Linked DNA regions of Gasterosteus aculeatus: region 2 is linked to region 1. The links are chromatin contacts, called in public Hi-C maps. All regions are on one chromosome and are shown on one strand. Each heading gives the region's core, a stretch centred on a gene start, on an enhancer-like site or on the middle of the called end of the contact. The rest is flanking DNA. Distances are from core to core; before and after follow the strand shown.

Region 1 (2,700 bases), core at 152-2,651:
CACTGAAGAGGTAGTTCAGTCGGAAGGTGAGAACGGTCAGCGGTCGATAAGACTTGTGGCTCCTCTCCTGTAGTCAAACAAAGATATCAGTTGACGGATTGAGAGACATCAAAGGCTTTCGAGCTAATCATATGACTGTGATGTGATCATAATGATTTCTCTCACGCTAACAACGGCAGATCGTTTAAAATCATGTTAAGTTGAACCAAAGTAACCTAAATAAAACTGCTTACTGACCACCCCTTAAACTAGGCCAAACCGTAAGCAAATACCGATAAACCGAAGGTGCATGGTGGGCCGTGAATTACCTCCGCCATGGGTGTTCCCCAGAAGTCATTGAGGAACAGGTTGCGCAGAGGGGTTGCGGGCCGTAGGTCCTTGTTGTCGAGAATTGCGGAGACGTCATCAAAGACAAAGCCGCACGACACACTGTTCCAGTAACATCCAACCACCAGTCCAGTCAAAAGTAAAATCTCCTTCCATGACACGACAGCCATGGCTGACCAAAGCCGTCATTGATCACTGTGCAGGAAAGAGGTATGACAAACATTCAAATGAGCAGACACCAATCAGGATTTCCTGATTGGACTCAATCACTATTCAATCATAATACCAATGCAGCTTTTCAAAGGACCTCACACACCAATATGTTACAGCGAGTAATCCACATTTAGTTTTTACTGTTCTTTTGTAGCTTCCTTGTCATATTACTCAATGACAGTTACGGTGGCTTAAATCTGTGGTGGTCCTCACTTCCAACACCCATTTTTTCTGGCACCCGGTTAAGTAGATTGCCATGTTTTTATTCTAGTCTGGAATTCTGGACTATCATCTGGCAGACTAATTACACGACAAGTGAAACTACCTGTGAGGATTTTAGCACACAGGCTGAAAAAACATAGCAGCCGGTAGTTAACTTCACAGTACCAGCTGGCTGCAAAAGCATTGGAGGGTGGATAGTAACAGCTTAGCAAGTGAATGAACTTATATCCTAATGAAATAGCTATTTAAGGGCAGGCATTGGACATTCGGACGAAATACACATTGCTATCACTCGACCGCGACAACATAAAAGCACAAAAAGCCCCAAATACCATTGATAATCTTGCAATCAAACCACTGGCTTTCAGCATAATATTAGCTAGCGGTACAGCGACTAGCTAATGCTAACTTGCTTTGACAAAAGTCTTTGCGCCGGATAAGGTGGGCGCAGATGTCTTGAAGGTATTTACTGAATTTCCTACCTACCGCGTTTATAAAATGGCAAACGGCGACTGCGGGATGGCATTAGAATCTTTGAATGGTGAACAATTAGTTACAAACCTACGAAGGGATCGATTCAGATAGCGGCATTCCACTTGCGAAAACGTTAGCCCGGAAGTGTCATTACTATCACTTCCGGGGCAGAGGTAACCGCGCAAATGAGACGTTAGCCGGAACAGACTCGGGTCTATGCGTCCAAAGGAAAGTTCTTAAAGTGCAACTTAGCGATACCTTTTTGTAACGCTGTGTCCTTTGTGTGTTTACAGTTTGGTTAAGACGCTTGCGAGGGTTCACGCTCCTCGTTTTACTTTAAGTTATATGCCTGTGGACTAGCTGGACTAGCTAGCTGACCGAGTCACTGCTGGTGTTGTCACGGTAACCTAGCAGACACGGCGTCACGTCACGGGAGTCCAACGATGGCTTCTTACCGCCGTCTCAACTCCTTTGAAATGTTAGTCTGTGTGTTCGACCTGGGACATTGCAATGTAACGTTATCTTACTGAGCGATGTAAACCTCGCCTACATTTGGTTAAAGCAATTACCACAAACCACAAGCGTCTCGCGAACTTATTCACGAACACGAGCGGAGTTATTGATCTCTGAATGTCGTTAGCTTAACCTGATGTCCTCTGAGCGTTATCATAAATGCAGCTAACGTGAGCTGCCGCTAGTTAAGGTTAGCTTACCTTTAGAAGCAATGTGGTGTACAAGCAAGTATAGAAAGATGAGGCTTATTTTGAGAAGCGAGGCCGTAACTCATCAACTTCAATGAGCTAGCTGACTCCTCCTCTGAGTTCAGGCGACATTTCTGCTCAATTCCTGCGTTAATATTTATAAGCGCGCCCCGGCCAAGATGCCTGCTACTCTGGAGTGGGATCAAGTGACGCGGATTAGCCCGGCGAGCCTCCTCGATTTTGACAAAACCCAGTTGGAAGAGGTCATCGACATGTTTGTTTTGGTAAATGTCACCGCCCGTACAAATGAATAGTTCTAGCATTAATTGCATTTCTGTTTAGGTGACAAATCACCAAGGCTTCCCTGTTTTTCGTAATGACCTCAAAGCAGTGATGACTGTTTTTTCACTTCTAACCACAAAGACAGAAGAATGGGAGGTGAAGGATAAAGCCCCAGAGAACATTGTTCAAGTCCTCCGATTGTTCCAGACACTGTTGAAGGTATCCAGTATTATTATTGTTAAATTCTCCCATGCAAATCTTAACAACAACCCCACTACTACGTGTCATTTATTTCAAATATAAGGACAATTTACTTTGTGCGCATAATAACTATGTATTTATTACATTTCTACCATGTGCTGCTTGATGCATAGCAATTAAAATAACAACTTTTTGCACTAACCGTCAGATCAAAGACCGAGAAGCTGCTTTTGGCTCCACAATTCTTGATCAAGCTGGAGAAAAACATGGTAAAATAGGT
Region 2 (2,700 bases), core at 9-2,508, 170 kb before region 1:
GATGCCGCCACATCAACGCAGCAAAACTTTTATATATATATAATACAGCACAGAAATGGCTGAGGGTTGAAATAGTAAAAATATTTTATGCATCCATTGTCAAACCGCTTATCCTGGAGGCCATCAGTTAATGATCGAGAGGGAATTTACCATCAAGCCCACCAGGAGCAGATTTGTACGGTTGACAACATTGGGTGCATTTGGAGTGGACTTCTGGATTAAAGTGAACATTGCTGCATTGTTTGAACAACTCAGCAGTGTGTTGTTGTTGTTGTTTTTGGAAGCCATCGGTGTGACCATGAAGAGCAGTGCTATCGCACCATGTGAAATGATTGCGCTGGCCTTTTGAAGAGTCACATCTGCCTGTCCTTTGCTTTTTGTACGGCCATTCATTCTTGTTCAAAAAGGGACAAATCTATGTATTTTCCCAGTTTGTCATGTCAATACTCGTTGTGTTCTCACAATACTCGCACTCGAGAGAGGTCAATGAACCTTGAAATTTCTTCCGTGGCGTTAAGCCCGCCGCCGCCTTATTTCACTGCCGCGGATTTTGATTTGAGCCGGCATGTGCGGGAGGGAATGTCCATTAAAATGTGAATAATGTGGGTAAATCTTACTCAGGGGCTTCAAAATGGGCTAATCCCATGCAAAGCCACAATGACGCTCATTCACTTCCTTGCTGTGAAAGGATTCGCCTCTACTTGAGACTTTGGTGGGAAAGAAACCAAAGAAAAAAGCCCCTGGTTGGGATACGAGTCACTGAAGTTCTCAGCGAAAGGCCTCATGTCCTCGCTAACAAGAGACTTTTCTGCTGCGTGATCCATTCAAAGCATAAATCTGCAAGCGTGTTACTGTTCAGATCTGTGTCTGTCCTTTTGCTTTTGGCTCACACCTCCAGTAGAATTAAATCCGGCCTCGCTAACCCAGCGCCCGGAAGGGAAAAGGTTTCGCCCCGAAGACGGCAAGTAGCTCACCGCGAATCAAGACGCGCCTTTAACATAGTGAATCACGATCAATCAAGGATTTCGCAACTTCCTAAATTTGTCTGTCTCTGTTACCGTGGCAACGACCAAACCAGAGCCATTATTCAGAAACACCGCCTTCCCCATTCGTGTCTGGGCATAGTCCCTCGTCTCTGTGGATGACCAGCAAGCGGTTCCTGTCGGTGGAAGCCAAAGATACGAGAAGGGAGATAACACGAGGCGCCGCTGCCACTTGGCACGTAACGGAGGGAAAAGTAGAAGAAGAGGAAGTGTAGTAGGACGGAACGTGAAGGGGTGATGAAACTAGAGGAACCAGAGTTGCCGACTGACTCACAGGATGTAAACGTGACAGAGCACGCAGCCAAAGAAAGAAAGAACTGAAAGTTCCAGCAAATGGAAACGTGTGTCTGTATTTAGATGTCGACAAAGTCGCCCTTCCTCCTTCTGAGGCCTTGACTTTGGGACGAATGAGGCGTTTTTAGAACAATGTTTGCATAAAACAAGGGCGAAGCAGGGTTGTTTCCTCACGGACCTCTTTACAACCAGAGGAGTTTACCCCTGAAGGGTCAGTCGGTTGATTTCCCTCCTTCAGTGACCAGTGATTTCCGCCGTTTACGTCCCGCCTTTCTCAGGCTGTCAGAACTCCAATCAATTATTGCCCACATTTTAACACTAACTCTTTATACATCAATACATACACCAGGCAGTGAAGGACTTTTCATGGACGTTTTGTTTAATTGTATTTTCAAGGCTGAATCAGCGCTCAGCAGCCCAGGAATCCGAATCGAACTTGCTGGTCCCCAAAAGGTCCCTCTGGGGTTTCCAGAGGACGAAACCTCGCTGACCGGTCACACACACAAGCGTCTTTCACTACTCGCGTGGTGCTCCGCTCACACCTCGAGCAAGCAACAATTACCTCATAATGTAATGTTTATTGACAATGTGTTGCTTCTTCGCATACGGTGGACTTACTAATTAATTACTAATGGGACTCCTGAGTTTGGCCTGAACTCTTTTCCACCTCCACCTGATACGTAATAAGAATGGTCCACTAAGCATCCAAATGGTTGGTCTTTGTCTGTCGTTGTGGCACTTTTTATGTTTGCCGGTGTCCTTTCCCTCACACCGGTCCGATGAAGACGGGAGGTGAGGGGTCAGCCTTTGCTGCTCTGCTGACGTTAGTTTGGTGTGTCAGCGCCTTAATGCGAGAGCATTCAGGTTGCCTAGTGCAGACGGGCTGAGATTATATCAGACTCCCGGAGGCCGAGCGCGACAGCAGATGAGAACAGACACCGCTCCTCGCCATGGCAACAGCCCGGAGCTAACCGGTGATGGGAGGGCCTTTTAGCTGAGGTTAGACCCAAGGCCCTTGGCCTCGCGGTGAACGGGATGAACGGCATTGGGGGAGGCATTGTGTGCGTGCGTTAAGTGTCTGCTCACGTTGTCCAGATGCGGGCCCGAAGCACACGCCCCCGCCAGGATGAGCAGCGGGGCTAGCTGTCAACGTCTTGCGGTCCCAAAACAATCCACTTGAAGGCCGGCAAAGCCTGTTTCCACAGCAACGCTGCGAGCGCTCCTCCCCAACCCAATGATGCTTCCACTGGCTCCATTTGGGGACACTGTAACCCCGTCGACAGAAGGGCCGTGGTGGAGAACACAGAAAAGTGCTCCTGAGTGAATGTGTCTCTGTAACGGCCTCAGCGACTGAGCTCCATCT

What was found. A called contact is a pair of places that touch in the nucleus more often than the background predicts.
Region 2: a contact with region 1 is called in a Hi-C map of skeletal muscle, with 2.3 times the contacts expected there. The contact joins the enhancer-like site here to the promoter of cep290 in region 1. A contact is called at or near these places in 2 of 6 Hi-C or Micro-C datasets (skeletal muscle and tail fin).

What each region holds. Positions count from the first base shown.
Region 1 is chrX:15,252,940-15,255,639 of fGasAcu3.hap1.1, reverse strand. cep290 (centrosomal protein 290) reads left to right here and starts at 1,401. Exons shown (of 52, transcript XM_078082391.1): 1 at 1,401-2,221; 2 at 2,361-2,438; 3 at 2,629-2,698. The coding sequence starts at 2,117. It overlaps tmtc3 (transmembrane O-mannosyltransferase targeting cadherins 3), which reads right to left and starts at 2,150. Exons shown (of 14, transcript XM_040162212.2): 1 at 1,950-2,150; 2 at 309-522; 3 at 1-67. The coding sequence starts at 497.
Region 2 is chrX:15,418,274-15,420,973 of fGasAcu3.hap1.1, reverse strand. All of the region lies in intron 10 of poc1b (POC1 centriolar protein B), which reads left to right. Among protein-coding and RNA genes, the nearest start is that of cep41, 12 kb to the left of the region's middle. Within about 2 kb of position 1,258, at least 3 of the 9 cell types and tissues checked have open chromatin away from gene starts, as enhancers often do.